7 separate regions of the Mus musculus genome follow, and regions 2, 3, 4, 5, 6 and 7 are each linked to region 1. A link is a contact called in public Hi-C, HiChIP or PLAC-seq, Micro-C and promoter capture Hi-C data. All regions are on one chromosome and are shown on one strand. Each heading gives the region's core, a stretch centred on a gene start, on an enhancer-like site or on the middle of the called end of the contact. The rest is flanking DNA. Distances are from core to core; before and after follow the strand shown.

Evidence for each region. Promoter capture Hi-C pulls out the DNA fragments that hold promoters and counts their contacts. A called contact is a pair of places that touch in the nucleus more often than the background predicts. HiChIP or PLAC-seq counts read pairs in DNA pulled down with a chosen protein or histone mark.
Region 2: a Hi-C map of cortical neurons shows a contact between it and region 1, with 2.5 times the contacts expected there. The contact joins the enhancer-like site here to the promoter of Ntf3 in region 1. A contact is called at or near these places in 10 of 39 promoter capture datasets (the 3T3-L1 cell line, cranial neural crest, embryonic stem cells and 4 more), 10 of 484 Hi-C or Micro-C datasets (cerebral cortex, cortical neurons, cranial neural crest and 6 more), 8 of 115 datasets of contacts at active chromatin or transcription factors (craniofacial prominence, embryonic forebrain, embryonic limb bud and 2 more) and 2 of 9 other capture datasets (adipose tissue and embryonic stem cells).
Region 3: a contact with region 1 is called in a Micro-C map of embryonic stem cells, with 4 times the contacts expected there. The contact joins the promoter of Kcna1 here to the promoter of Ntf3 in region 1. A contact is called at or near these places in 6 of 39 promoter capture datasets (the 3T3-L1 cell line, cranial neural crest, embryonic stem cells and 1 more), 10 of 484 Hi-C or Micro-C datasets (all in embryonic stem cells), 3 of 115 datasets of contacts at active chromatin or transcription factors (all in embryonic stem cells) and 1 of 9 other capture datasets (liver).
Region 4: a promoter capture Hi-C map of hippocampal neurons shows a contact between it and region 1, with 11 times the contacts expected there. The contact joins the promoter of Ano2 here to the promoter of Ntf3 in region 1. A contact is called at or near these places in 10 of 39 promoter capture datasets (the 3T3-L1 cell line, cranial neural crest, embryonic stem cells and 5 more), 1 of 484 Hi-C or Micro-C datasets (nephron progenitors), 9 of 115 datasets of contacts at active chromatin or transcription factors (cardiomyocytes, craniofacial prominence, embryonic limb bud and 5 more) and 3 of 9 other capture datasets (adipose tissue, embryonic stem cells and pancreatic islet).
Region 5: a contact with region 1 is called in a Hi-C map of olfactory sensory neurons, with 4 times the contacts expected there. The contact joins the enhancer-like site here to the promoter of Ntf3 in region 1. A contact is called at or near these places in 5 of 39 promoter capture datasets (the HPC-7 cell line, cranial neural crest, liver and 1 more), 10 of 484 Hi-C or Micro-C datasets (cerebral cortex, cortical neurons, embryonic stem cells and 2 more), 10 of 115 datasets of contacts at active chromatin or transcription factors (craniofacial prominence, embryonic forebrain, embryonic limb bud and 4 more) and 1 of 9 other capture datasets (embryonic stem cells).
Region 6: a contact with region 1 is called in an H3K4me3 HiChIP or PLAC-seq map of craniofacial prominence, with 4 times the contacts expected there. The contact joins the enhancer-like site here to the promoter of Ntf3 in region 1. A contact is called at or near these places in 5 of 39 promoter capture datasets (the 3T3-L1 cell line, cranial neural crest, hippocampal neurons and 2 more), 2 of 484 Hi-C or Micro-C datasets (cerebral cortex and uterus), 5 of 115 datasets of contacts at active chromatin or transcription factors (craniofacial prominence, embryonic limb bud, embryonic midbrain and 2 more) and 4 of 9 other capture datasets (adipose tissue, embryonic stem cells, liver and 1 more).
Region 7: a contact with region 1 is called in a promoter capture Hi-C map of cranial neural crest. The contact joins the enhancer-like site here to the promoter of Ntf3 in region 1. A contact is called at or near these places in 7 of 39 promoter capture datasets (the 3T3-L1 cell line, cranial neural crest, embryonic stem cells and 4 more), 6 of 484 Hi-C or Micro-C datasets (cerebral cortex, cranial neural crest, nephron progenitors and 3 more), 6 of 115 datasets of contacts at active chromatin or transcription factors (embryonic limb bud, embryonic stem cells, fibro-adipogenic progenitors and 1 more) and 4 of 9 other capture datasets (adipose tissue, embryonic stem cells, liver and 1 more).

The regions. Positions count from the first base shown.
Region 1 is chr6:126,162,632-126,166,877 of GRCm38.p6, forward strand. Ntf3 (neurotrophin 3) reads right to left here and starts at 2,329. Exons shown (of 2, transcript NM_001164035.1): 1 at 2,099-2,329. The coding sequence starts at 2,116.
Region 2 is chr6:125,659,223-125,663,468 of GRCm38.p6, forward strand. It overlaps Vwf (Von Willebrand factor), which reads left to right. Exons shown (of 52, transcript NM_011708.4): 39 at 3,743-3,845. Among named protein-coding and RNA genes, the nearest start is that of Ano2, 29 kb to the right of the region's middle. Within about 2 kb of position 2,474, at least 8 of the 459 cell types and tissues checked have an H3K27ac peak or open chromatin away from gene starts, as enhancers often do. A contact at or near this core is called in cortical neurons, where this site is marked.
Region 3 is chr6:126,644,066-126,648,311 of GRCm38.p6, forward strand. It overlaps Kcna1 (potassium voltage-gated channel, shaker-related subfamily, member 1), which reads right to left and starts at 1,736. Exons shown (of 2, transcript NM_010595.3): 1 at 191-1,736.
Region 4 is chr6:125,688,810-125,693,055 of GRCm38.p6, forward strand. It overlaps Ano2 (anoctamin 2), which reads left to right and starts at 1,810. Exons shown (of 25, transcript NM_001364562.1): 1 at 1,810-1,935. The coding sequence starts at 1,914.
Region 5 is chr6:125,715,917-125,720,162 of GRCm38.p6, forward strand. The region is part of intron 3 of Ano2 (anoctamin 2); the gene reads left to right. Among named protein-coding and RNA genes, the nearest start is that of Ano2, 27 kb to the left of the region's middle. Within about 2 kb of position 2,300, at least 5 of the 459 cell types and tissues checked have an H3K27ac peak or open chromatin away from gene starts, as enhancers often do. A contact at or near this core is called in olfactory sensory neurons, where this site is marked.
Region 6 is chr6:125,784,549-125,788,794 of GRCm38.p6, forward strand. All of the region lies in intron 4 of Ano2 (anoctamin 2), which reads left to right. It overlaps Gm38898 (a long non-coding RNA gene), which reads right to left. Exons shown (of 3, transcript XR_869435.1): 2 at 3,410-3,477; 3 at 2,737-2,819. Among named protein-coding and RNA genes, the nearest start is that of Gm38898, 4.6 kb to the right of the region's middle. Within about 2 kb of position 2,298, at least 6 of the 459 cell types and tissues checked have an H3K27ac peak or open chromatin away from gene starts, as enhancers often do. A contact at or near this core is called in embryonic limb bud, where this site is marked.
Region 7 is chr6:125,806,679-125,810,924 of GRCm38.p6, forward strand. It overlaps Ano2 (anoctamin 2), which reads left to right. Exons shown (of 25, transcript NM_001364562.1): 9 at 1,129-1,170. The region is part of intron 1 of Gm33202 (a long non-coding RNA gene); the gene reads right to left. Among named protein-coding and RNA genes, the nearest start is that of Gm33202, 3.5 kb to the right of the region's middle. Within about 2 kb of position 2,158, at least 4 of the 459 cell types and tissues checked have an H3K27ac peak or open chromatin away from gene starts, as enhancers often do.

The DNA.
Region 1 (4,246 bases), core at 1,079-3,578:
ACGCCCCTCTCACTGAGACGCGAGAAAGCCCTCCCAATAGGTCTCTGGCCACCCAAGGACCAGGTTCCCTTCTTGGGAAATCAGACCGGATTCCTACAGATCCAGTCTTCTTAAGGCCCTCTTCGACATAGCCCACACCGAAGGACAATCCTATTTGCTCTCCCAGAGGGGAACGCCGGGAAAACTTTCTTCTATCCTTATATACAGCTGCCTGCAGCTCTCTTTTTCTCTCTCCACTATCCCCTAACGCTACACTCGGGTCTGCTTGATTCTGAGTCACAGTTAGTTGGGTTTATATCTTCTAGATTCCATCTCTCAAATTTCTTTGAGCGACACGCCAGGATCAGGGGAGACGGGCTAAACTGGCAGAGTTCGGGCTATTTAGAAAACAGAACCGACTGTAAAGCTCCCCGGTACAACTAACGTTTAGGGAAGTGTCCTTACATATTTCCTCGGCCGCTGGTTTGTAGTGGAAAGACATCACTTTACTGAAAAGCAGGTTTGTCAACACACTCCTTAAACCCACAGAACTTCCAGCCTCAGACTCTGCGAGTAACACCCACCCTTACAGTCTCCCTTCCCCTCCCCCAGCAGGTCCCCGCCCCCAACCTCTTCACACTCATAAACAAGTCCCGGCTCAGGGGCTCCAGCTCACTAGCTAGCAAGCCGCCTGCTCTGGCTGGGACCGCGTCCTAGAGCAGCCGCCACTCAGACTCTCAACCTGCTACCCGCCGGCCGCCAGAGGTCGGGGTCAATCCGGTGGGTGCTTCCCAGACCTGGAATACGGGAGCCTCGATTCCAGTTCCCGCCTGCGACCTCTCTAATCAACTGTGTCCACACCATTCGGTGCTGGAGTCCCAGGAAGGTGCATCTGAACGCCGCGGAAGAACGCCAAAATTGCGCAAAGCAGTAGCGCCTCTTGGATGCACACCCACTCACTCCCGAAAGCGACAAGGAAAAAAGTCCTCCCCAGCCCTCCCATTCCACACCTTCAAGAGTGCCAAATTTCATTAGAAGTATCCACCACTGTGCAGAGCGCCTTGGTGGCAGCAGGAAACAGTCCAGTTTGCTATGTGTTCTTTTAACTCCGACCTAACTCTGAGGGTCTCTGATGTTCTGGACCCTTCCCATACTACCTCTTGGGGCGGGGGTGGGAACCCTAAAAAGGACTCCGAGAAACTGGCACCAAATCCCTACCGATGGCCCCACCCCGGTACCCACCGTTCCATGGCCGGGTCCCAGACCCACAGGCTGAGCGCTAGCTCCAACATCTGCGCGAAGACCCAGGGTGGGAAGCCATTGGGTTGGCGCTGGCCAGAGTAGCCCAGAGCTAGGGACCCTCTCAGAGAAAAAGCTTTATGTGGGACAACAACGCAGATACGCACTGTTGGGCTTAAGTCCCAACTCCCCCCAACCTGAGAAGTGACGGTGCGGGTCCTGAGCTTTGCAGCCCCTCCCCCAGCCCACGCCCTGCCGGGCTGTGTGTTGGAGCTGATGAACGTTGCCCGGTGGCCAGCGGGGTGCAGGGCACAAGCCGGGATCCTGGTCTCTTCCAAGCCCCATTTTTGTCTGCTACCCGCTTTTATTATAGGATGCGCGGGAGTCTTCTGGGGGAACCAGATAGGAGGGTCGGAGGTGTGTATGCATGAGGTGGAGTAGGATGGTGATGTCCAGAATCCCTTTCTTGCCTTTTCGTGGTCCCCATTTTCCCTCGCCTCCACCTCCTTCCCTTCCCAATGCAGGTTTGTTAAACCTGATCACTTTCCCAGACTGAGGGCGGTTTCTTGAGCAGCCAGGGGACTAGAGAAAAGAGGAGGAGGAGGAGGAGGAGGAGGAGGAGGAGAGCCATATCCACGCGCGCACAAGTGTGCATGCATGTGGAAGGAGGGTGGTGGTAATTGCGCCTAGGCCTGGGCAGATTCGAGCTCAAACTTTGGGGAAGGCACAAGAACCGAAAAGTTAGCGTGTTGCGCGATGGGGGTGGGGCTGGGTGCAGAATTGGGGCCCCCCACGCGGATCCCCAAGAAAATCTCCCCCACGCGATTCCCCCACCCCCTCCGGGACCTGCCCACCCAACGTGCCCGCCACGTCCCCTTACCGTGGCAGAAGTAACCATGGCATCCGTGTGACTATTTCCAGGGACGTCGACATGAAGAGAAAGGTGGACTCGAGTTCGGTCATTCAGTCTCGCCCACCCCTGCCGCAGCCACTACCCAGCGGTGGGAAAAAACGAGGGGAAGAAAGAAAGAGGGAAGAAAGTTGCGCCGGGCTATCTCGCGGGGCGGTGCGCGGAGCTGCTGGGTAAGGAGAGGAGCCTTCAACTCTGAGTCCCGTGAACATAATCTGAGCGGTTATAACCAGCCAACCCGGCCAGATGGCTCCGCGCTCAGCGCCTTAACCCCTTCCGCGCCAAGCCCCCTAGCCCCGCCCGCAGTGACTTGCAGGCCCGCTCCCTGGCATTTTGGAGTTTGCTCTCGAGACCAATGGGAAGACCTAGTCATTTCTCCTAGTCCACTTCAAAGGAAAACAAACGAACGAACAAACAACAAATAAGCCCTCTCAAAATAGCCTACTCTTCATTATCCCCTCTTTTGACCTTCCCTTTTAGAGATGGGGAGAAGGAGCCAACAAAAAACGTTTGATTTATCATTATATTTTACACGTAAATATCTTCGATCTGTCTTATTCTTGAACTTTTTCTTTTAAGGCTTCCTTCCTTTCTTTCTTTCTTTCTTTCTTTCTTTCTTTCTTTCTTTCTAACTAGGCAGATGAAGGCCTTTCTTGCCCCTTGGCTCAGGAAAGCTTGAACCTCAACCTTAAACTCTGTCTCCAAACCTCAGACCCTTCTGTCTTTGGATCTCTCTCCACCCCCTATTAAGCCCCCCCCCAGCCCCCCCAGGCCCTCACAACAACAGGAATCTGCGCATGAACAGTTGCTTGCCTGCCCTCGAACTCCTCAGTCCTGGGGGCAGCTCACAAGGCACAGTTAGTTCAAGCTGTCTAGGGAGGTTAAGTTGCTGAGGTACGGTGAGGGTGGGAGTGCTAAGCAACCGAGGAAGGGGTGGTTTGCGTGTGCGCAGAGTGTGCGTGAAAGAAAAGGAGAGGTATGAGCCAAAGCCCCACGTTCTACACACTCCCTAACTTCTCCACCCCTTTCTTTCAAGGTAGGAGCCGACCCTGGAGCTGAGCATTTGCCCAGCACTCGCCGCTTTGTACAAAAACAATTTGCCCAGAAGAAAGGGCAAGCAAGGCACCCCTTCCTGACTCCCCGAAAGTAGCGACGCTCTCTTGCACAACCGCTAGATTCATTCGAGGAAAAGATCTCAGGGTGGAGGCAAGGGTCTTATTTGTAGATTATTTTAGCTATTCATTAGATTCCCCCCCCACACACACACACACTTGATCCGAGCTGATTCTCTCAGATTTTACAGTGGTCAGAGCATCTAGATTTTGCTCAACTGCGGTCCAAGAGAAATGAAGGGGGAGGGGGGAATCCTAGTGGTAAGGGGAACCGGAGAACCAGAAAGTAGTACACCATTGCTCCTTCATTCCCTCCCCCATTCTTGCAAGGTGGAACTCAAGTCCAAGTGCCCCCTCCCCCCGCCCCCACCTCTGCCACTCTCCAAGTTGCCTCCTGTCAGGACATTTGACTCACACACAGCAGGAGAGGCGATTTGATAGTCCACCTCTTCCTTGCCTCCTAATAAAGTCTGATAAGCAACTCGCAATGTACTTTAGCAAGGTTCCAGGTTCAAAACCTGGAAATTCCTTGGAGATGCATAGGTTTGGTCCACACCCAGGAGTGCCAGAATTGCACCCACCGGTTAAGGCTGAGAGAAGCTGCGGGGCGAAAGGAGGCCAGAGAGGATGGAGAGTCGGGGGCTGCATACTAGATAGATTGTACCTGCCTCATCATTATCCTGGCTGACGGGGGCTGCCACATCGAAAATGGCCTGCAGCACCCACAGAGGCCCACCAAGGACGTCACCTCCAACGATCCCTTTGAAGGACTTCCCTCCTGCCAAAATATCTTCTTCTTCCTCCGGATCCGATCAGGCTGCAGAGTTTTCCCCTTCACCCTGCCACACAGCACTTTGGAGGTTTGGCTTGGGCGTGCTCTGTGAGGTTCTGGTTTTCTCGCGGTCTTCTGGCCCGCCCCTGCCCTCCCCCACTTCCCGCACTTGCCTCCCCCCACCCCTGCTTTCCCCCTCCCTTCCCGCCAGTCTCTCTGCCAGTGGAGTTCTAG
Region 2 (4,246 bases), core at 1,224-3,723, 500 kb before region 1:
ATTATCTCCATGTTCCCTAAAGATTCTGTTCTCCAGAGCATTTATAATCACCTGTGGCCAAGTGAGTTTAAAGTGCACAGTTAAATAGTTCAGGATCTTTCTCCATTGCAGGAGTCCTCACTGCTTTTAATGGACTAATGTCATGCAAATGTTTCAGAAGGTTTTTTTTCTTCTTTGATATATTTGATTATGAAGTGTGTGTGTGTGTGTGTGTGTATGTATAAAACATCCCTCGAACTCAGGTTCTACCAGAAGATGGTACCTTAATCTACATTGCTTCTAAATATAGAAAATCTTTAAGGGACCAAGCTCAGTTAACTTTCCTGTGGACCCAGCTTGTAGTTGGGTTTGGACACTGGATTCAGAATTCAAGGCTCAGCGTAACTCCAAAGACCTTGCACTTTCTGTTGTTCAAAAGGGTCTTTACTGCATTGTTACTATGATAATTTGCCTGGAAATCATTGCACCACCAATTCTCTTAGCTTTCTGGGAGCTCATGAGAGCTCTTCCAAAGGATATTCACTAACCTCTCCCATTGGTCCATAATGGTAGTCTTCTCTCACCCACATTGATAGCATCTATACTTACAAGGTTAAGTGCCCAGTAGTCCTGTCCAGTGACATCACCAAGCACAGTAGATATAGGAGCCTCTTTGGCTTCCAGTAAAGGCAGTTTTCCCTCTAGACCTAACATATCTATCTGCACCAGGGAGAACCTTTCCCCCTTAATGCACCAGGTGGGGTGGCTTACCACTGTAGTCTCTAGTAGACCTTGTGGTAAAACTAGCCAGTCAAAGAGAGCAAACAAAACAATAGTCACAGTAGCTATCTTGTTTGGTCCATGACTTTGTAAGCCAGGAAATAGATCATTTTTGATTTTCTCCAAATCCCTGTAGGGTCATTATCACACATCATATATGGTTAGTGGACGAGAAGCCCAAGCTTCGTGTGGCACGGATCATGTAATGGGACTGCTGGTGACAGCACCAGGGTATCTTGTATCATCCCAGCCCTGCCATGGACCTCAGTAGGAACTGCTAGCTAAGCACGGCTCTGACTGGGCACTGATATGAGCATGGGCATCTGATAACATTACTGACTGGGTGGGACCACTTGCTTTAGGTGAGCTATTGAGCTTCACCTCAGTGAAGCCCCCCTCGTTTCTCTTACTGTGAATAAGTGAGTAAGGAAGAAATGTCCTCCATCATATTTCCCATTGCCAAAGTAACTGGGTACCTGGACATAAGATTCCCAATGGAGTTGGCAAAACCTAACATTTTCCTCCCTGATTCTCATGGCTCCCGGGTTCCTGCAGGGCCCGGATGATGCAATTGTGTTTATCTGTGGTGTTAACACCTAGTGGTTATTCCGAGCTGCCGGAAGGGCGACACACTTCCTCCACTCTGAAGGTAGAGATGGGCTTGCCCTCTCCCCTGGCCTCCTGGGCTGAGAAGCTCACTCTAGACTGTTCCAGGCTCTGTGAGTGTCAGATGTCTGTAGGTCCCAAAGGCAGGAAATGTGTGAATTTTATTGTGTGCTCAACACCCCCCTCCCCACGTCTGACTGTCTCTCCTTTTCTGTTTTCGTCACCTTCAGCACGACAAATTGGAGCAGGCACATGAGTTGCATTACGGAATCTGTCCAAGTACTGCACTAGTTTGGACATAAGAGCAGGTTCTTTTTTTTTTTTCTTTTAAATCAAGTATAGAATTAATCAAAACCTCTGACGAGAGAACACAGCCGGTTTTAGTTATTCAGAAAATAGAGTTTAAATGGGAGAAAACAAGCGCTTATCCAGCCACCTGCGTTCCCAGCGTCGCTTGAAAGCAGAGAAAGAATGAGAATCTAATATGAAGAACATTTCCATTAAATGAATTTTTAGACTGAAAAAGAAAGCCCAGAAAATCTTCCTTCAGGGAAATAACCAGGGCTTAAATCTGTTATACCCCGGGAAAAGGAAAAATATTTACCAGTTTCCATAGCTCTTGTTTGTTTTACAAAACGCACTGTGGAGATGTGGGCTTTCGTAGCTGGATCAGATGGGGTCTGGAGTCCCGCACAGGCTGTGGGCCTCTCAAGGGAGCCGCAGCTGGAGTGGCACTGTTCAGAGTCCCACTTCAGCATAGGGGGACACACACCCCTTACCCTGGAGCCCATTGCCAGGCACCTCTGAGACTATGAGACTCCAGCTCAGGCTAGGAGCTGCGTTTCTTTGACACCGTGTACCAAAGCTTCCAGATACTGGTGGGTGGTGTATGGAGACATCCTTGTGTCTTTTGGCTGGCCTTGAACACTCAAGTTTTCCTACACCATACTCTCTGTAGGCTGTTCTTTTGGGCCCTTTATTTAATCTCGAACTCCAGCTATTCTTATACCTGTTCTCCTGAGCCTTCATCTGGAAATCTCTACAGTTCTGCCTGCAAGCAATTTGGGCCTATGTAGCAGCGCCCCCTGCTGGCATGTTTGCTGCACAGTCAGGCCTGTGGCGACACGGGGCAGTTGATTCTGAGTCCCGCCTTGGGGGTGCTTGGGTAAAGCTTCCCAGGAAGGTGGGAATTCCTATCAAAGGAAGTTGAGCACCCTTTTGGGGGTGGTATCTTTCTGATTCCAGACCATCAGCCGTGCCAGTTCTGCACGTGCCTTAGTGGGAGGCAGGTTAACGCTACTGCTTATCAGCACACTTTCTGATTTAAAAAAAAAAAAAAAAAAGTCTTATTCTTTAGGTACCTGAGGCCCACATTTAGAGAGAAAACAGAAAAAAGAAAATCAAAACAGAGCAGGCCTTTCCAGCTGTCACTCTCAGCTTCCTGCCCCAGAAGGGAGCCAGTGCTCTGTGTGCCTTCCCAGGGACCCCAGGCCTCGGCCTGAAATAGCAGCTGCAGCTGCCTTGGTTTTTTTTTTTTTAATTGTTTTTGTTTGTTTGTTTTTGTTTCCATTTCTCTGCGCTCCCCACTTTCTTCTTTCTTCTTTCTCCTCCCCTCCTCCTCCTTTTTCTTCCTCCTCCTCCTTCTTTTTCTTCCTCCTCCTCCTCCTTTTCCTCCTCTTCCTTCTTTCTTTCTTTCTTTCTTTCTTTCTTTCTTTCTTTCTTTCTTTCTTTCTTTCTTCCTTCCTTCCTTCCTTCCTTCCATCCTTCCTCCTCCTCCTCCTCCTCCTCCTCCTCCTCCTCCTCCTCCTCCTCCTCCTCTTCTTCTTCTTCTTCTTCTTCTTCTTCTTCTTCTTCTCCTCCTCCTCCTCCTCCTCCTCCTCCTCCTTCTTCTCCTTCTCCTCCTCCTCCTCTTCCTCCTCCACCTCCCCTTCCTCCTCCTCCTCTTCCACCTCCCCTTCCTCCTCTTCTTCCTCCTCTCCTTCCTCCTCCTCCTTTCTTCTTTTTCTTTGCCCAGGTTAGCCTAAAACTTCAGATCCTGCCACCCATGTTTCCTGTTGCTGGAATTACAGGTAGACACCCGCCACCATGCCTTCCATTATGCTTTTTTGGTGGTTTTCTTCTTCTGGTCTTCCTCTCCTCTACCCTACTTATAGTCAGCAGCTTTGTCTTTTTAACATGTTTCTTTCTGATGCAGGGTCCTGTTACAAGCAACACAACTGGCAAAGCTGCCACAGGGCCTTTGACCCACTGTCTGATCCCCTATGTCCAGGCCCTCAGGAGTGCAAGCCAGGCCCTCTTGGCTGGAGTACTGACTTGCATGATCCCAGGCTCCAACCAGAGTGTCCGGTATGGCTGCTTAGACTTGTTTCTCCCTCAGTTCCTGGAGACCTGGGTCCCAGACCATCAGCCCTGTCAGATCTGTATGTGCCTCAGTGGGAGAAAGATTAACTGCACTGCCCAGCCGTGTCCCACAGCCCGAGGTGAGTCTTCTCTGCCTGGTGTCCCTGGTGGAAGAAGGACTCTGTGGGTCTTCAGCCACCAGTCATACACATAACAGACCAATCCAAATAAAGGCCCCATGGAGGTGTTTTTCTTCTTGAGACCACATTTCTGCTTGCTGCAATCAAGAGTCTCTTTTTGGTACCTGGTGTAGGAACTTTCAGATGTACCTCTGTCCTTCCACCCCAATGCTTGCGTCAGACTCAGAGTCTTCTGAAAGCTAAGCTGAGATGTAGAAAGACCCAATGTGAAGATTTGCTTTAGCCAGCATTTGATCCCGGTCCCATAGTCCAGATGCTATGAAAGTCCTAGTTAGGGTCCATGCTGGCTATCAGTGAGTGAGAACTTTGAGAACCTTCTCTAGTCTAGACCATACTTGATT
Region 3 (4,246 bases), core at 486-2,985, 480 kb after region 1:
ATCTTCCATCCCACTTTTCCCAACGCCCAACAGCCGATCTGTTTACAACTTCGTAAAACTGGAGATCGGAAAAGCGCTTAGAGATACTGAAGGAGCTGCGGGTCCCGGAGAGCAACCCCGCACCCTCAGCCTCCCCCACCCTTCACCCCCAACCTCCGATTCTGCAGCCCCGAACTAGAGAGCTTCCTACCTGGCGGGCCGGCTTGGCGCAGAGGCTGTGCTGAGTCGGCGGAGAGTCTGAATGCGGCAGGTCGCCTTTGCAGCAGCCGGAACGAGCAGCCGCCACCACCGCAGCAGCGTGCGAGAGGCTCCGGGGCCCCTCGCGTTTCCCGTCCTTCTCCTCTCAGGAGTCCGATCGTTTTATCGAGCAGCTACGGAGGAAACGTCCGTACCCTACCCCCATCCTCACACGGTGCAAGCAACCTGGAGACGCTGTCCTCTCTCTGGGGAAGGGAGTCCCGGAGGATGCGGGGTGGAAAGACAAAAAGGCCACCTTCTCCGGAATCACCCAAGCAAATGGCGATAAGCTGCACTCTCGCCCCCCTCTGAACACTACGGGAGCCCTTGATTCGATCCCGAGGGAGGCGGGCGGCTCAAAGCCTGGCTCTACATGGCTCTCCGGTAACCTGCGCTACCACAGCACGGACCTCTCTCCGCGGCGCGCCGCGAGCCTTCAGCAGCTCCGAGTGGGGCAGGGAGCGTGCGGCCGCAGGTTCGCTCGGTCCATTTCTGGGCGCTGCAAGATCAGCAGAAACCTGAGAAAGCGCCTGGAATGCGGAGCAGCGATTGGCCCACCCGGGCGTGGGTTGGGGAGGGCGGGGGAGGGCAGGAGCGAGGAGGTAGATGGAAAATATGAGGGGGTGGTTTGGCAGAGGGGGGTTGTCATTCAGTTCCCATCCTTGCCTGCACAGCTTTTCTTCCGCCCCCCCCCCCGAAAAGCCCACCACCAACTCCTCTTTCCCGGCGGCCGGCAGCCCCTCCCACGCACGGCCCTCCGCTGCGAGCGACCTTCCCCGGGAATTTCACATTGGAGATGGTCAGGTCCGACGCAATGCAGGCGGTGGTGTCCCTGGCAGAACTCCTTGGACCAGTCTGCTTTAGATGCAGTCACACAGGCGATCTTGCTCCTGCATCTCGCTCCTCCGCGCCACCCCGCCTCTCCCCCAGAGGCCTCTCTGCTCAGCCCACCCTAGCCCCCCAACCCCACGCCAGCCACACTCCAAAGGGTGCAGTTTGGTAAGCGCTGCAGTTGAGGATCTCCGGGATTCATCCACACAGTGTTACTGGGAGAAGGTGGTGCCAAGTGTCTGTTTCACTTGAACCGAGGAGGGGGAGCTGAAGTTTTCTTACAGTCAGAATATTCTGAAATGCAGAGAATTTGACGGGAGGGGGAAGGGAGGCGGCGGGGGCGGACAAGCAAAGGTGTCGTGGATTTGTGGATTGTCTGCCAACTTGGTGCTAATTGGGACAAACGTGAGAAGCAAGTCGCCCAATTCGCTTCCTACCCTCAGTCCTGCCTTCCGAACCTCCCCACTCACCCACCCACCCAGTGGCCCTCTGCCGCTCAGGACCACTTTCTAGGCTCCGGACATATTCGCGCAAGGGTCACAGTGGCAGTCTGAGCAAGGGATATGCACCGCGTCCCCAGTGCCGCTGCACCTGGATACAGGCTGCACCGGAGGAGGCAGCCAGCAGCTCCAGTCCTTCCACCGCTGCGGAGCCTCTGAGGAGCCCCCAAGAATCCAGAGTCATCGCTGATTGGTTCTTGGCACGGCCTTGGTACCGCCCCTTCGCACCACCGCGGCTCGCGGCGCCTGCCGCCCACACCACCAACCTCTTTAATCAAAGTCAATGATCACATCCTCCTGGCTCTATTGTGGCTAGTAAGGCAGGGGCCTCTAGAAGGATCCCAGGGATACAGCTAGTTAAATTCCTCCTCCAGATTCAGACCCCAGCATTCCTTTCAGGGGGAAAAAAAAAAATAAGTGTTTGTTCGCTCCTCTCCTCCGGATTCCTAACCCTGCCTTTTCTTCCATGAACAGCGAGTTCTATTGCACAGTACTTCTTCCCACCTTAAACTCCACCCAGTGCACACTGGTCCCTCATCCCAGAAACTCCTTACCCCCCGCCCCCGCTCCTCTTCTGCACTGATGCTCCATTGGTGGAAAAATAATAATAAATGCGAGGCTCTGCCAAGAAATGTCAGGCATGATGGTTCGGTAGTCGCTGCAGCTAAAAAATCTCACAGTGAACCTACTGCATCAACATTTCCTTGCCTTGTCCCAGAGCTTCACTTCATCTTCCCTGCTCCGTTTTACTGCCCCCGCCCCGTCTTCCACTTCCTCCTTCCTGATCCTGAATTCTTGTTTCCTGTGCACGTCCTTGTCCTGATTCATCCCTTATTATAAGGAGATTGCCTAAGAAAAGTGTTTCAGATTACATAGCCTCCCAATTCAAAAATTCAGAGTTGTAAGTAACAGGATTACTGGATCCTCCCAAGTGGCTAATGTGATTAAAGCGGGACTTTGAACCTCCGAGGAACTGGACAAAAAGTTGTTGAGATGAGGATTCGGCGTTTTTCACATGAGTCCTCAGTTGCTAGGGGTCAGAAGGCCCTTAAACATTCAACAAAAGTTTGTTCTGCTTAGCTTTGGACCAGCCTTGTCCTAGCGCTGGGTGACCAGTGACATACAGTTCCACATCTTAGGGAGCTCACATTCAATGGGAGGCACAGAGTAAAGAAATAAACCCAGAATGTGTGTCCAGTACTAGGATGGGCTTCCAGATGGGAAAGACCTCTCTGCAGAGGGCTCATGGGAATCGGCAACCTGAAACACAGACCAATGGATAAAAGACAAATAGTTTATGAACAAACATGCAAGTCTTAACGCAACCAAAAGGTCATTGTGAACAGGAAGAAATAACAAGGAAGGTCATGGCAGGTGGACCATGGGACCCCTTAGGCTGGGAGGAAGAGGGCAACAGAAGGCATCAAAGGACATGCATCAACATAAAATGGTTGTCTTTAATGGGGAGAGTGTTGTTTGCTTATTCAATTTCCTTGTTGTTTGAAATGGTTTTACACTGAAGCCCAGGCTGGCCCTAAAAACACAGTAACTCTCCTGTTTAAACCTCCCTAGTACTGGGGTTACAGGCAGGAAGCATCCTGCTGTGTTTTGTTTGGTTTTAACTTTGAAATTATTTTATTTTTTTATCTGTGTGTCTGTTTCATGCATGGGGGCCACACACATAAACTGTGGTGCATGTGTGGAGGTCAGAGGACAGTGTATAACTGGATCCCCGAATCAGGTCTGGTGGAAAGCACCTTTAACCACAGAGCCATCACACCAACCCTGCTTTGGGGTTTTAAAAGATTTACAATCACCGTTGGCAGGCAGGGGGCTGACAGGGCCCCTCATCATAAGCACAGCTCAGATGAATGGAAGAAGAGCAGGCTCAGAAAATCTTGAACTTGGCTTTTTCAGAGGGAATGGGGATGGAATATAAAGAGAGAAGGGTTTCAATAATGTCCCCTGGGCTTCATGCCGCCATGATTGGGCAGGTGCTAACACCATGTGCTAGAGTAGAATCTGAGACAATGTCTCTCCCGTCTGAATGTGAAGCCGCTGCTATTACCTGGTCACATTGTCCTTACCTTCCCACCTCCACTGGAGAGGCTACTGGAAGAACCAGCTCTGCACACAGCCCCATTTTACTTCCTGTGGTTGCTACACAGCAATGAGTGGAGCCGGTTTCCCATAAACTACAAAAAGGCCCCAGAGAGCCAGACCGCCACCTGGAAATAAAATATTATCTCCATGAAGCAGTGGGAGCATAAGGGATGCAAGCTAGGATGCAGCTGTAGTGAACTGCTCTACCTTCTGCCTTCTGAGGGCCAACCAGCCACATGGCCCAGGGACAGGCTGTGTCTGTGTTCCTGAGGCTATGGCCAACTTGGTCATTTGTGTCTTTGTTTCTGATCCCTACTCACATATTCTCACGACCTGGGATAACAGCATCTACTAACTCTTTAGCACTTAGTCCCTGTCCCTGGTAATGTTTCATGGGGACCTTCACTGAGGCTAGGGAATCAAAGCTTGTTTAGAGAGTGTTAAGTTTGAAATGACAGTGAAATATGTATGTTGAACATACATGGGTTGTAGAGGCGGGACTAGGTACAATGGGAGAGAGGTGGGGCTAGGTACAGTGAGTTTCTCATCAACAAAGATGGCATTTGGGCTGGAAG
Region 4 (4,246 bases), core at 560-3,059, 470 kb before region 1:
TGTCAGGTTGACAAAAACTAGTGCACATGTATGTCTCTGTGCATGTCTGTGTTCCTTTACCTAAAGGTTTCCTAAGGGCAGAGTCTGCCCTTGATACTAAGGACCCTATTTTTATGGTCACCTTTAGACCAAATGAGACAGAGTCTTAGCTTCACCTGACAACTTATCATAGCCTAGAGTCATCTGAGGCACTCTTAATTGAGGGATGGCCCAAGTAAGATTGGCTTGTGGTTCTGTCTGCTGGGGACTGTCTGGATTGATGCCTGATGTCAGAAGGCCCAGCCCACTGTGGGTAACACTATCCCCAGCAGCTGGGTCTTCACAGAGCTGAATTGAACTAGAGAGAGCCTGGAACAGTGTTCCTCCATGGTTCTTGTGTCTGGGGTTTTTGCCTTCAGTGTCTGCCCTGACTTCCCTCAATGATGGACTGTGACCTGGAAGTTTATGTATGTTCAATAAACTTTTTCTTCCCCAGCTGCTTTAAAATAGCAGCAGCAGCAGCAGCAGCAGCAGCAGCAGCAGCAGCAGCAGCAGCAACAACAACAACAACCACCACAACAAAACAAACAACAGAAAAGTAACTAGGGTAGCCCTTAAACATGTTTTAGGGGGTGTCATGGAAAAACTCCTTGTGGGAGGATGGAAGAGGGATGGATAGCAGGCGAGTGCCTTTTTAGTAATTTAGGAGTGGAGATGACATGGAGAAGGGTCCCTGGAAGCAGGAAGCAGGTGAAGGAAGGAGAACGAAGGGAAAAAGAGGGAGATGCGAAACTGCAAGGTGTTCTGAGCTGGGACACCAGAGCAGGCAGCCCGCTTTGGAACCTGGGGCACACAGACTGTGGACGCTTCATGTGTGAAATGGATAAATGGAAGTCACTGCCTCATAGACTGGAGGCTGAGACTGAAGTATGAATGCTGGGCAAAGCAAAGCACTTGAGAGACTCCCGAAGTCAAGAGGTTTAGATAGACACCAGCCATTAATCCTCGAGGCTGGACCACGATGCTTTCTGTTTTCTTTCCATTTGGTTGGGTTTCTGCCACTGTCTTCTGTAAAACAGGGGACAGACATCTCTCAGATTCAGCGATCACAAACAGCGTACTTGATGCTGATGTAATGCTTTCCCACCGAGGAGGAGGCATAACATCAAGGAGCGTCATTTGCTTCTGGCATCTTGGAATGTAGCTCACATCCTGGAAATGGCCCTTTGGAGGCTTTCTCTTCACCCCTCCTCTGTCCATGGTCAGGTCCCTAAGCCACTCTAGGAAAGCACACACCACTCTTGTCTCACAGCTTTTAAATTCTAGGCACACTCCTCACTGCCCTAGAGTCTCCTGGGGAAGCTCAAATTAACACATGCCCTCTCCCCTCTGCCCCTTGTCCTTGTGTACACTCGGGGCTGCATGTTTCCCCCCACCCCCTCCAGACCGGAGTAGCCTCATCTTGCTGTTTAAGTCCCTACTACTACTCAGGGCTATAGCCGGCAGACTGGTGCCACAGGAAGGAGGCTTCGCTGGGGACTGGAAACTAATCAGCCAGGCAGTTCATGAGATAATCCGGCTGAATTATCACAGGCGAGCCCGGCTGTGTGGCGCTCACTCAGGCTCCTGAGTGGAGTGGAGGAGCGCCAGCAGCATTTACTCCCTGGCCCGCAGCCCATGCATGACCCCAGCGTGTCTCTGGCTGCACCTGAGAAAGGGATCCTTTCTGGAAGTTGGGCTAGTCTCTGCGAAGGAGGAGCGCAGGGAACTGCCCAGGGAGAGGGATGGATTGGAGGAGGTGGCAGCCGCTGGCGAGGGGCGGGCACGTCCAGACAGAGCTGAGCCGCGATGGAATTAACTCCCTGGCAGCCACATAAGCCTATCCAGAGTGGAGCGAGGGCAGCCAAGGGGCTTGGCATCTGGGGACCAGCACCATGGCGGCCCCTGGGCTGCGAGGTAAGTTTCCCCTCCCCAGGACCCTGGCTCTCAGCATCCCACTAATTGAAGGAAGATGTGGAAGAGAAGGGATTCTAACACCTGTTCTTTGGGATGAGTGACGTCAAGTGGACTTCCCTGAGGTAGGGAAGGTGAGGGTGCCTGAGTAATTCTCTAAAGTCTTATTTTTATTTACATATTTTATCAAGGAGGGGACAAGTGGCAGAGGGCTGGTGTCCCCTCTCAGTGGCTGGTCACCAGTTCTACTTTGCTTCTCCTTGCTACATATAATCTGAGGGTAAGTAAGACCGTAGCCAGGTTGATCTGACAGTGCACTGAGGACACAGCATCCCTGTGGCCTCTGACACGAGCCACTTTCCTTGGGTGCAGGCAAGTACAGGTATGACATTTTCACAAGTGTTTTTTTTAGAAGAAAGGCAGACTGAGGTAAGGTTTGGGGGCACCAAGGATGTTATTTTACTGTGCCTTGAAAATCAGATCTATTGGGAGCTTGTCTTTGCTTGGGGTGGGAGTTGCTGGCTATTTTGTTGTTGGAGTTGGAATGAGAGGTGCCTGTGGCTTGGGAGTGAACAAGGTGAAGGGATTTGCAGGCAAGTGTTAGTCATAGTCCTACAAACAGATATTTCCAGGGATTATGTGGGCCCTGGCCAGGGAGGGAGGTCCTACTGAGGATGGTCAGACGTTAGCCCACAGGCAAGTGGCAGGTGGTAGGAGAATCTTAGACAAGATGTGTGTATGAGTATGTACATATGTGTATATGTGTACACATGTGAGTATATGTGTTTATGTTCTTGTGTATGAGTATGTATGTATATGTGTGTATGAGTATGTGTGTATATGACTGTGTGTATAAGTATGTATATGTGTGTGTATGAGTGTGTATATGTATGTGTGTATATGTATGTGTGTATATATAAGTGTGTGTATGTATATGTGTGAATGAGTGTGTGTGTGAGTGAATGAGTGTGTATGTATTAGAGTTGTAGAAACTGTTTCTTAAGATGACAGTGACACTCTTTGATCCCTTCACCTGTCTGAATTTTGAGACCTGACACCAGTCCCCTCAAGGAACCTCAGGGTCACTCTGCACCAGCTGCTAGACATCAAGGGCCCATGTGGTTCTGTTACTGTTCTGCCAGGCACTGCCATGCTGGTCTCTGAAGCCCCAGGAAGGCCCTGTTCAGCAGCCTCTTCTGTCCCCTGGTTGCCTCTATGTGTCTTAGCACCACAGTGGTAGCTGATTGAAGAGGTTGAACGGGGGTTGGGGGTGGGTTCCAGACACCAACCCAGGTCCAGCTCTTCTCTTATTTTCTGAGGATCTGATTTTTTTTTTAATCCCATCTATTCAGTGGCTCATTTCTGCCGGATGAGAGAAGCCTTCTATCCCATCCTGCACATGAGATGTCTAGAGCACAGGGAAACCATGAATTTGACAGCTCGAGATTGGGGGGAGGGGCTGGTACAAAAGAGCTTCCATCTCTGCTGGTCTTTACTTGTGGCCAGGTGGTTAAGGAGGACCTCTCTAAATAGGTAACATGGAGATACCTAGAGAATGGTTAGCAAAGAGATCATAGGACTCATGGCATGAAAGTGATGGGGTTGTCCAAGGACCAAGGGGCAGCCAGTGGCTGGAGCAGTGTGATCAGGAGGTCAGGGTCAGGGTCAGGGTCAGGGATAGGGTTGGGGTAAGTGGTAAGGATGAGTCTGACATTGTGTCTTACATCTGAGGCCAAATGTTCTTGTATCCAAAGGAAAATGAAGGCTATTCTTTATCAAGCACTCCAACGTACCCCAAACTAGCAGATGACTGACATAATAGCTCTGGGGGTGTGTGTGGGTCAGTACTCAGCTCACTTCACAGAAGGCAAACCTGATGTTCAGAGTAGCTAAGGACCATGCCTGTGATCACTCGCTCACCAGACTCTGTCATTGAAGGATGAAGCTGCTCTTGGACCACAGATCTCCCCCACCAACTCACCTTATTGCTTTTGTTCTATTTAAAAGAAGTCATTAGCAGGGAGTGTGGATGTCAGTAGTGGAGAATGGGAGATGCAGATGAGGCTGGGGCTGCTACAGTGGGTATTGGTATTGCAAGGGGGTTAGTCAAATGCTGTGGTCATATTGCAGGGAGGGCTGCTTCCTGGCACTGCTTCTGACCTGAAATCAGCATGGGTAGTTTATTTAAGGGGCTTAAGGCCAGACAGGCTAGGGCTATATACTTGGCTAGACTAAGAATAGCTACTGTCATTGAGAAAAATGTATGAACTTTCTGACAAGTCAGAAAAGGAAGTAAGTCACATGGCCCTCGCTG
Region 5 (4,246 bases), core at 1,050-3,549, 450 kb before region 1:
ATCATGTTCTACACATATAGCTCACCCTTTATTTCTAAAGGGTCATCTACGGCCCCCACAGCTGACCTTATCATTCCCTTCATAGCACGGGACACTTAAGTTGCCTCTCACTGTGGGCTACCTCAGCAAGACCGAGGGTGAACTGTCAACCCACGCAGGGCCAGCGTTTGTTTCCTAGTCTGCTTGGCGTCACTCCCTCCCCCTCTCCACATCTTGGTGCTAAGCATCAGTGGGAGAGTCTTCCTCGGAGCCTGTGGGCTTCTGAACAGCTCCTCACCAAGGTCCCACCTGCTCAATAGTTCTTTCTCTGCTCTGGACCGGGCTGCCTTTTAGGCTCTGATTTCACTTTGACTTTAAGAACAGGGAAACAGAAAAAGGTTTCTGTCAGACACCCATTAAAGTTATTCACTTGGAAAAGAACCTGTGTCCACCAGGCTCTGAATATGGCAGAATTCATTTCCCACTTTCCTAAGCAGGATGATCTTGCTGTGCACCCCCCAGCTGGTGCTTCCTCTTCCTTTTCCTCCTCATCTTCCTCTTCCTCCTCCCCATCCTTCTCCACCCCATCTTCTTCCTCCTCCTCTTCTTCCTTCTCCTCCTCCTCCCCTTCCTCTTTCTCCCCTCCCCCTCTTCCTTCTTGTTTTGAGTGTAGACTTTATTGCATTGTCTTGTCCACACTCATCCTTTGAAGGCAACTGAGAATATTATCAGAGGTGTGAGAGTTAGCCTGTTATGCTTTTCTTCTGCTTGGTCAGCTGACAATAATTCAAGTTAGAACCACCCCCAGGTACTTGTATCCTTATTACCAATTCATATAACTGAGGACCACTTCTTCAGATATGGAAATCTCTCCTAAATGGAAAGCCAATTGCTGCTGTCTAGGAGTGTGCTCAGCCAGAACTAACATTCCCCTCGTTGTTGTAGGGCCGTGAAATAAGTTGGATCAGGCCTCTGTGGAAGTGCTAGGAGGTCCCATCTGTCCACACTTGCCTTCCAAACCTCCTGGATTGGATTAAAGAGTCAACAGGGCAAAATGGAGGCTAAGACTATGCTGCGACCAGAGGTGTTTGGGGAGGGGAGTTCCAGAGCCATGAGAGACATGTAATGTAAGCAGAGGCTGGGAGAGTATTCTGACACTTTGAGGTAGAATTTATTGCATCCTGCAGGCCCCAAAATCTCAAAGCCCATGCAAGTATATCTTTGAAACAGAAGTGGGGGAGAAGGTATTTGTATGGAGGCCAGGCTGTCCTGCATTGTCGGCTTTCCTAGAGTCAGGACCCCGGAGAACTGATAGCTTCTGCCGACACTCTCATGCCTGGTTTCCCTTTTGGAGCAGCTCTGAGAACTGTGTCTGGCAGTTTCAGTCACAGAGTGGGCTATGTGCTGACTGGGAGGCCCTGGAAACACCAGCATCCTTCAAGGGGTTAATCTCTTTTCTCCCTAACTTGGCATCAGGTGAGACTCAGGAAAGGACTAAATCTTTCTCTGTGACAGAGAGGAGCCCATCTCCTGACTATGGGCCTGGGCATCTGACAGTGGATCCTGAGTGACTGCATTTTACGTATGGTAAGGAACATATGGGATGCGTGCCATGATAACCTCTTAATAGGGCCCATTGGAGATAGGAGTGAAAGCCCAGATATTGCAATGCTTTTAGGTTCTTAAGGAATGCCTTTAGGTTCTTCACTTTCCCTTTTTACCTCTTTTTTGTTTGTTTGTTTGTTTTTTTTTTGTTTTTTTTTTTTTTGTTTTTCTTTTTTTGGATGAATGGTTGAAACAGTGTTCCTTGGGAAGGACTTGGGTGACTTTGGGAAACTCCTGATTGGATTTGTGGTACCACAAAAACATGCTTCTGTCCTGATTGGGCACTCAGTCTTCACAAACGTCCAGTAGACAGGGGCGATGCTCATTAGGCATCCACAGAGATCTCTGCAGGGGCCAGGAATTGAGTTCTTGAAAGTGAAGTTGGAGCGCTGTGCCCCTCCTTTCTATCAGGGGTATGCATTGATAGTTGCAGAGTAATGAGCCCCAGGATCTGGGCCTCTTGGTCTCCAGAAAATGAAGCTACCCGGGCACCATTTCTCCTTCTGTGCTGTAGCTGCAGGCTTCCGGGTGAGAAGGTGAGACTGGCTGCTGCTCTCCTTGCTTTTCCAGAGCCTGTGCCAAGCCGGCTTCTCCTCTTAGGGTTCCAGATCTTTCTTTGGCTACTTTTTTTTTTCCCTCTGGGAGAAGCTGGGACTTTAAATACTGAAAATCTTGCTGCTTGGTTTCCTAGGGTGACAGTGTCCCACAGAATCTTTCTGGTAGCCATGGCACAGGCATACACTGAGCAGGCAGCTGGTACTGGAGTGAGGTGGCTGGTGATGGCTTCTGAAGGAACAGGGTCTTCAGAGCCCGACTGATTCTGTTAGGAAATGAGTCTGTTGCCTCCTTGGGAGAAGGTGGAGTGGGCCTGGCCAGGGCAAGGAAGTGGTGACATGGGTTTTGATGATGTGTATTTCCTGTTCTGTAGCGTGACTTCTGTGCTCTCAGGAGTGTGAGCATCTCTCCTGCAAGAGCACGTGTTCCTCATTCCCACCTCAGAGTAGCACACTGGAGCCTTGGGCTTCTCTCTTCCCTCTTTCCTACCCTGAGGGATCTTTAGGGACACAACAAGATAGCCCTGGGGCCATACAGCTTAGATCAGAGCCAAAGAAGGGTGGGTAGGATCAGTTCTCAGTGGGCAGGCCTGAAGTGAAGACCCAGGGGGAAAGCAAGGAGGGAGGTGAAGCCCCACCCCCACCCCAATCCAGGTATCTATTTCCTTATGATAAAAAATGGAAAAAAAAGTGGGCACTCAGTCTTCCCATCTTGTGCTCACCCAAGCAACCTCACCGAGGTAGACAGAACAGCGGTTGTTCCTTCCCATGGACCAGGGACCATGGAGTACCTCGCCTAGTTGGTTGCTTCCAGGTCTCCCAATCCGTGCTCCTCCCTTGGGAAGTGTTTGGATCCCCACTGTCCTGGCCATGGAAACAATGCATTGTTAGGATTTGAAGGATCAGTGGGTCTTGGGAGAGCAGACAGAAGGATCTGCAGGAGCTCTTTCAACCAAGAGGCATGTCTGGTGCTCTCTTGGAACCCTCAAAGGCACTGGAAAGAAACTTCCAGGCTCAGACTTGTCATATCAGTTCTATAATCCCAATGGGCACAAAGCACTCTCATCCTTGTGAAGGGCTCCAGCCCTGGGGCACCCAATTTTCTAGCTGTGTGTTTTGCTTGTTTTCTGTTACCGCACACTATTCTGGAGGAAATGGGATCATAGAGCATTACAGTCGTGAAGATTTAGGGTGACTTCTAAATTAGAGTCACATTAGAGAGTAGGAACTGTGTCGTCCAGGAGAGGATGTGGCTTGCAGCTCACTACAGTAGCTAATGCCATAGTCAAACGAACTGACCACCGACAATGTGTGCAAGCATGGAAGGCAAGAGGGCAAGCTTCCACTCTGCTCTGTCTGTTTTCCTGGAAGCCGAGCTATTATCTTCCCATGAGTCTGGAGTCCTGCTGGTACTCCAGGGATGATGGCAGTAGGGGTTCAAAGATGGCGTCCGGATAATGGGGCTATGCTGGCTGTCCACACATCACTCTAGTCGCCTGCAGTCATTTCTCAAGCTCTGTGGTGAAGAGAGAGCTGTGCAACAATTGGTCTCTTCCCTACCAGTCATTCCTTCTGTGGCATGCTGGGTGTTTTGAGATCTGAGAGACATGCTATGAAAGATGTCCCCTTTCTGTCACTTGAGAGTTGAGTCATTTGTCTGTCTGAGGCTGCTTATGCTTGTCTCTCCTATTGCTCTATCTTGCTTCTCAACCTGTGACATTTCTGAAGGCCCTTCTGAGCACTGGGTACTGGGCTGGGTGACACAGAGGCTAAAGAGACTCAGTCCCTGCTTTCAAGGTAAGACAAACCTTGAGGAGAGAATCACACAGAAGCTCAGCTTAAGGAAATGTGGAGAGAGTCTCAGGAGAACGGTGTGGAAATTCTTAACCCTGCTTTAAAGCTTCCCAGCTAAGCCACCTTCCCTGTCCCAGCTGATGGGGACCAGGCAGATGTGAGTGGATTGTGTTCCCGTGTTATCAACTGCCCCTCCCCCAACCCCAGGGAGGGTTCACCTGACGTGTGCCAATATACTGGTGCACATGTTCAGACTCCAGTTGCTTTTATTGCCACTCTGACAGAAAGCCTAATATAAACAGCTTAAAGGAGGG
Region 6 (4,246 bases), core at 1,048-3,547, 380 kb before region 1:
GATGTCTGACCTATACCTCCATCTGCTAAATCCCTAACCATGATGGTATATCTGGTCCTCTTCTGAGTGCTCCTGCCTACTTGGACTGCTCACTTCTAACAAGGCCTCTCTATGGGGCCTACACAATCTCCTTGAGAGAGGCGTTTTTAGAACACAGAGTGGCTCCCTCCTTCATCTATGGGACAAACCTTTCCAAAAGCACTTGTTCCAGTGTCTGTGCTCTGCCATGTTGGATGTTTGGTTTTCTTCAACTTTTTCTCTTTGCTCTGGTCCATCCTCCATGCCTCTATTCATCCTCCATCCTTCATCCTCTACCCATCTGATGAAAATTTCTGAAAATCAGTATGCCCCAGATGTTCTGCTAATGTGGTAGTGACTACAGATGTCCTCTGGCCCTGATGACTTTTATGTGGTGAGAATTCAGCATTTTATGGCTAGTTGTAAATTGAGAGGCACCCACAGGAAAACAAGAGGGGCATATAATGAGAGTCAATGGGAAGAGACTCATTTAGAAGAGGGTGGGAGAGCATTGGAGCTCAGCTCTAAAGGCTGGGCAGGAGCTCTGGGAGTTGGGAGGGAAAATAAGATCATTTCCAGAGAAGGGAAGATATACCCCCAGGTCCCAAGGTCAAAAAATATCTCCTGTGAGAGGAACTGAGAGGAGTATAGGGGTGTGGGCAGAGGGTGGGGGGTGGGGGGTGGGGGCAGCACAGGCTGTAAGGAGAGCAGAATCAAACCAAGGAGGAAGCTGGGAGGCACAGCTCATAACATAACAGGCCTTGTCAGCCATGTAAAAAGCTTGGATTTTATCCCAAAATTTAAAAGTCAGCAAACATTCATTCATGTGTAGAGGACATGCTGACAACAGGAATAAAAACCATAAACAAATACAGGATTGGACAACAGAGAAAGGTCTTCCTTCTTTTCTCTTTTCTTTTCTTTTCTTTTCTTCTCTTCTCTTCTCTTCTCTTCTCTTCTCTTCTCTTCTCTTTTCTTTTTTCTCTTCTCTTCTCTCTCTCTCTCCTTCCTTCCTTCCTTCCTTCCTTCCTTCCTTCCTTCCTTCCTTCTCTCTCTCTCTCTCTCTCTCTCTCTCTCTCTCTCTCTCTCTCTCTCTCTCTTTCTTTCTTTCTTTCTTTCTTGTCAGTGTATCACCGTCTACACGATGGCTACAGACAGGAAACTCAACCTGTAGTCACAGATAGAGTGGTGAAGGGCTGCTCAGTTTCTGGTTGTGCCCACCGAGACCTCCCTGCTGGCTCTAGGTTTACAGCTGAGATGATACAGCTGAGCATCTCAGCTTCTGGTGTCACTTCCATTTTGATGGGGAGATGGCTTAGCACTCGCGTGCATGGACAAATGTGCTTATGGGCAGTGAGCAAGGACAGATGCGCAGCAGCCTAAAATTCTTAGCCATGGTGCGGCACATGCTGAGTGTCTCTTTGGCACCACTGGAGGGATGAAAACAGAGTTTTCAAGAGATGGGAGTTCTTTGCATCTTTGCTTGGCTTCCTCTTCTCTGACTGCATAGCCTTCCGTCCTAGTCCACCCATCTTCCGTCCTAGTCCATCTCATGCCTGGGTCCTCATGCCATCTTGTCTATCTTGCTTCTCCACCTGGTTTTTGGAAATTAAAGGGAGCAGAGGTCACAAGATAGTCTTCAGACACTCTATGACTGTGGAGGTGAGAGAGATGCTAGAAAGGATGACAGCGGGACACCAATGATCTGACAGCTGATGTGGTAACTAAGGAAAAGCCAATTAACAGGCATAAAGACAGGTAAACTGACTTTTATCCACAGGATGTGCCAGATGGGACGACATCCAACTTTATGCCTGGCCTGTATTCTTGCTGGCTGATCTGTCCTGGCCATTTGCAGAGAGGGCTCTTCACAGACCATGGTAGAGATCATTAGGATGATAGCATTTGAATCTTACTTTGCTATACATTTTCTTTGTTTTTTTTTTTGGGGGGGGGTGCTCCTTCATGTATGTTCATTAAACTTGCCATGCTACTCAGTTTTCTTATCTGTAAAGTGGAGACAATGACTTGTATGTTGCCCAAGAGAGACATCACTAAAACCTTGGCTCCCTGTGTCTCAGCAAAGCACGTGATTTTAATGCAGAGGGAAAACAAGTGAGTCTTGGGACCACACTGATGTGCCCTTGTGGGGGGTGGGGAGATGAGGAGAGACAAGGAGGAAGAAAGAAGTAAGACAAAAGAAATCTCAGTGAACCCCTTAGACTGTGACAGTGGGGCCAAAGCATGCTTTTATGAGAACCACATTTGAGCCCAGGAATAAAAAATAAGAGCAACATACTTTAACGATTATTTATGATTTTAAACACATGAAAGGCACAACGTGTACCCAGGGAGGCGCATCGTGTACCCAGGGAGGCATAATGGGGAACAGCTGGATAACATGTGTCTTGCTATTTCTGAGGATGTTCATAATTCTCTGATGTCCAAGAATAACAGTAATAATGATGCTGCTAACGATTATTATCAATAATAGAGAGCATTGAGTGTCTTTCTGGGAAGGTGAAATGAGAACCTAAGCTGGTGGGCTTAGTCCCCTTTTAAGGGGACATTCAAGCTGGCTTCCTCCCCTGGGACAGACGATGGGACTTTGCTGAGGGTGGAAGGCCATTGGACTAAGGGAAGAGTCCTAGACAGGGCATCCAGGAGACCTTCCTGTCCATCTGTGCCTCGGTGTTCTCATCTGTGAGGTCCTGCTCCTCTCTGGTAGGGCTTGTGGTGTCTTCACAGGTTCCGCTGAGAAGCAGCTCATGGTGCAGGTGCTGAGCGCACTGCTGAGCATACTGCAAGGGACAGGGTCATTATTAGAGTTCTTGTCACCCCTGCATATGCCCAGCACTTGAATCCATCAACTACCAAGCTGTGGGTCTCCAGGAGATGCCTAGAAATGCTTGTGCCATGAACGAATGCTTCTTTTCCTTAAATGTTTCAAGTCATGGTTATGCTAGACTTGGGAAATACCTTCAAAGCTATTTAGCCTACTTCCCTCTTTTATGACTTGTTAAGTGGGTCTGGAGGGACTCTCAGTCTAAGCCTAATTATCCACCACCACTGAGTAAACCAATGGTCGCCCAATGCCCCAAGAATTATAGGGTTTTTCCATCTGGCCTGGGAAATAGGTGCCATTCCCACTCCTTCCAGATGGTTCTTTCTCTTATATGGAGTCATTTTTCACACCTACACAGTAAATGCTCAAGGGTTCAGTAGACCTCTGTGCTCCTTTGAGCGGAGTCCCCTCTTAGTGGATGAATTCTTGTTTTGAATTCCTCAGGCTTATATCTCTGCTCCTGTACCTCAGGGAATCTGAAGGGATCCACTTGTTTTGTTTCCCTGAGTTCTCAAGGCAGGGGCCTGAAGCTACCCCAGGACTCACCTTGTCTGTTTTCTCCTGCTGCTGTCTGATGATCACTGTCTGGGAAGCCATCATATCCTGCATTTTGTCTGGGAACAAACATGTTTTCCCCATGTTTATGTTTTTTCAGGACTGGTGTCTGTTATTCTTTCATGGTGGGAAATGAAAGCGTTTCAGTGAGTGGGGTGTGTGTGTGTGTGTGTGTGTGTGTGTGTACTTAATATGTGTATATATACACATATACATATATATCTGAAGATTGGATGGAATATACTATAAACTATTCATAGAGTGTCCCTCAGGAAAAAAAAGGTAAGACTGGGTCAAAAATGAAAAAACAAAACAAAACAAAACAAAACCCCAACTTTACCATTTAGTTACTGTTTTCCTGATTTTGTTTTTGTTTTTAGTAGCAGATATGTATTAATTTATTTTAACTGAAAAGAAATAAAAACTGTTCAGAAGATATAAAGTTATTGGCTGGAAGGATCCCCAGCCCCTGTCCCCGCCACCACTTCCTATCATTTTTATGACAAAATGAGAAAGAAGGTGGCTCTTTGGTTGAAGCCAGCTGAAGCGCATCTCACGCACACCAGTGACAAGCTTTTCAGATTCCCCAGCTGAAAGTGCTGCCACCTTTCCTGGAGCCTCAAAGACCCCTGCACACCCTTGGCTGCCATTATCTCAGCGCACCCTCGTGCATATTCTCTGAGCTTGAAAATAGCATGGTGGAGAAGAGGGCAGACTTTTCCGTCATAATGCCTTGCATGCTGGCTGCTGTTCTACTCATCACGGCAGCGTGAAAAAGTTAAGCCAATTTCAGTAACTCAATAGTAACTTAATAGTAGGCTTAACACA
Region 7 (4,246 bases), core at 908-3,407, 360 kb before region 1:
TGCCTCGATTTTCCTTTTCTCCCTCCACCCCCTCTCTCCCCCTTTCTTTCCTCCTTTCTTCCCTCCCTTCCTTCTTTCTCTTCTTGATGCGTGTTCTCATTCTGTGACTGAGGATTGCCTCAAACTCATGACCTCTTACCTCGGCTTCTGGGAGCCAAGGTTACAGAGTGTGCCATGACTGCCTGCTTCATCAGTGTGTTCTCTCTAATCTTCCAAGAGTTGGAGCCATGGGCCTTGGGGTGGGTGAACATTTGGCAAAAGAAGGCAGGAATGAACCCCGAGATTAAAACACCTTTTTCAACCTTGCAACTTCGAATTGCTGAGGATAACAACTGGTTTGTTTTTTTTGCCAAAGGTCTCAAACTGTCTTTCCAGTCAGTTTTACAGATCACAAGAAACACATATTGCTTTTTGTCTGAGCTTTCCTTGTCTTTGTTTTTGGCAAAACTGTCGAAATGCAGATGTTGCGTTCAGTTGATTGAAAGTGCCCCTGGCTGGGTTGTCAATGAAGGCAGGTGGATAGCCATAGGAGAATCCCCAGCAACATGGGTACAACCCGGAAGTACTCCTTGGCTGGGAATAATTCCCAAGATGCAACACACTAATATTTCAAGACAACTTGCTTGCTTAAACTAAATACGTCTTGGCTTCACCACCATCCAAGTCCGGCATGCAGTGTAGCTGCAGGAGTCTGACCAACAGGAATTTCTTAGCTGGGAGGCTTCGCACTTCTGACATGTTTGCTGTGGAGCATGTAAAGCTAAGTCCTGACAGCTGTGGACACAGGGGGTCATGGCATGGGGTGAATTTTATGTCATGTGCTAACCCATTTACAGGCACAGACCCTGCCATTGCACAGGCTGTGATAGTAACCTGGGCTCATCTGGAAAACACAGGAGGGGGCCATTTTGTGTGAAAAGCTATCCTAATTAAACACTACTAGGTGATGACTAAGAAATCCAACACTGGCTCCTGACTGTGCCATGTTTTTGATTTTCCTTAAATAGAAATGAAAGAGATGGCATTAGAAAAGAAAGAAGAAAAATGAAAGAAAGAAAATCCTTTCTCATTTGGTATCTGTTCTTGATGATCGAATTGGCTTTCTCTGGTGTCTCCTTTTCCCTACAGGGTGAATATGACAGTCCAGGGGATGACATGAATGACAGAAAGGTGAGCCTCTATTGTCCCCTGCTAAGGACCTTGGGTGTGTAAAAGCATGGCTGGGTGTTGAACTGGCCAAAGGTGTCATAAGTGTCCCATTTACATATCTAATCTTAACAGTTTTCCCATCACAAACCTCACCCTTCAAAGACAGAAGAGTACCAACTGAGCGACACTAAGTGTCCACCTTCCCTAATGTATGGGTGTGAACACCCAGACAGACTGAACATGTTATCAGAGGTAACACTGCCCCATGAATAGGCGCTTAGAATCCCTTTGCCAAGCTAGAGAAGGTACCCAAGGAGCTGAAGGGGTCTGCACCCTTATAGGTGGAACAACAATATGAACTAACCAGTACCCCCAGAGCTCGTAGCTCTAGCTGCATTGGGAAGAGAGGCCCCTTGGTATTGCAAACTTTATATGCCCCAATACAGGGGAATGCCAGGGCCAAGAAGGGGGAGTGGGTGGGTAGGGGAGCAGGGCAGAGGGAGGGTATAGGGAACTTTTAGGATAGGATTTGAAATGTATATAAAGAAAATATCTAATAAAAATAAATTAATTAAAAAAGAAATTTAAAATTTCAATTGCAGTTAAGTTTGTAATATGACGCATGCTATTTTTTGTCTAAATGTCTTGAAATAAGCCTCATGTATTAAAGATCTTTAGAGCTGAAAAAAAAAAAAGAATCCCTTTGCCTATGAAGTGTCCCTGACCCCTCCCCCCTCTAAAAATAAAAAGTGCATTACTATCCATCCTGGATTCCTCAGGGTCATCTTTGTAACAGTTTCCTGTCTTATAGGCAAGTAGAATAAAGCCACTCCCAAATGACAAAGGCAAGTGCTGAGGGAGACGAAAGCTTGATCAGGATGCCTGTTGCAGGAAGCTGGGAACTAGGTTACAGCTGGGGGAAGGATGCTGCTCCCTTTAGAGGGACCCCTCCAGGGGTGGCCACAGCTCCTGACCGTATAATACTCAGCCAAGCCTTCTGTGAAGAGCTGTTTGTTTTGTTAGCTGGTACCCTGGGACTACGGGGCCATGACATAGATGAAGTAAAGGATGGCTCCAGCCTCTTTGGTCTGCTGGTCTGTGGCTCCTGCCACCCTATTGCTCAGCCTCGGCAGCTCTAGTATAGAAAGTTGGGTGGGAGGGAGAAGGAGGGACTAGGGATCGAAGCTCCAGAGATTCCTTCCCTCCAATTCTGTTATCTGGAAAACCACTCATGCCCCAAGTTGCCTTTTGAGCTGCCTTCTTTTTATCCTGCCTATTAGTCCCTGTTATGAAGTGTTAAGTATTAAAAACATAAAAGGTCTTTTCCAGAAATACGGCTGTGATTGCTTACACATGTCCCCGCTCTGCCTGCCTGGGGAATCTGCTGTAGAATTGCAATGTCTCAACCTCATCTGTTTCCTATCTGATGCTAATAGCTTCGGTGTTTAATTTCCTGAAAAGTCCCGCATCACATTTAAAGGAAAAGGAGGAAGCGTTTCTCCCCCATCCTCACCTCTCTCAACTGACTGTTTTCTGTCCTCCTACATTCTGACTTCATGTCTCTTCCCTTTAAATGGCCACCACTACCCATTGCCTGCCCAAGAAACTGCCTGCTGGGTGGCGAGGACCTCAGCCCATCTGGGAGCACCACAGAGCCAAGGGATAGAAAGTTAACTCAGGCGAATCCAGGCTGCCCTCTGCTTTCCGCACTAGTAGAGAGAAGCAAATTGCAGGCCATCCCAAATATATGTGCATTTGTTTCTGGAGTACTATTGTGTTGCTACCACAATGTTATTACTATAAATATATTAGCCTGTGCTCAGGCTTCTGTAAGGATGCTAGCACCTCCTCCTGCTGGCAGTAGAGGCCTGCTGAGTAGAGTTGGATCTTGCTAGGGAGCTCTCAGAGCTGATGGCGTGCTGCTGCACACAGGTGAACCGGTGTTTCTGAAGACAACAGGTCCCCTTGTGTGGCTTTCACCCAGGCTTGCTGCCCAGGCCTGGCACCTTTACCTTTCTCTCCCTGGGCCATGGGCAGAAAAGAGAGGTTTGCCATGCTGTGGGTAGGAGAAGCCCTGGTAGAGAATAAACACTTCTTCTTCTGTTCACCCAAGATAGAAAATGAATACCTAGCTAGGACAGGAGAGATGCTAAATGTCTGTAGATGATTGTGGTGTCATGATTAAAATGATGATAGCCATCCCACTGCTAGAGAGGAGGTCTTTAGTCGCATGAGTACAGGTTCCGTTAAGAGGGTCTCGCACTCCATGGCTGTGACTGATACGCCGGGGGGGGGGGGGGTTTGCCTACAGTACAGCCCAGGGAAAGGCTGAACTTGACTCTCTATCCACTTTTGCTTTAGAGATTTTTATATTAGTTGGGATATATAGGTACACAAGATAGGTCTATGAATCAACATTGGTTCATAGCAAAACAAATTTATTTATAACCAGTTCTTTGATATACACATACTTTTATATTATCACAATTCAAGGAACACTTGAAAGCTTATATTCCAATTGCCTCGCTAACGTATTTGAAAGCATTTCTAACTAACAAGATTACTTTTGTCAGAAGTAATACGAGAGAACAATGACACTTTAAGTACTTTAACACTTGGCATTCGAAATTTAGAAAACTATTTGTCTGTTCAGAATAAATCACCTGGGAGTACCTAAGATTTTTCTCAGGCAACGGTGGCTGGAGGCTGGGATGGAAGGAGCTCTGTGCACTATTTATTAAAGACAAAAGCACATCTGTATGCTAACGAGATGCATGTTTCTATTTATTTTTGCCCCCAGAAGTTAAGTGTTGGATGTATACTGATACTGAGGACATAGGCCAACCTTCGCATCTCCCAGGGTTGATTGATATATTGATTTTATAATTGCCAGTGTCAAGAGAACCATTATGCATAAATATGTAGTGTAAAATGGCAGATGTCGATTTGGGACTATCTTTAAACTGATTGGAAATTCTATCCTAATCCCAAACCAAATTTCCAATTTCATGATTTTTTTTAAATGAAATTCAGCAACTCAAATTGCAATTTAAAAACCCAAACAATCTAGCAAAAACACATCCTAAAGATAGACTAA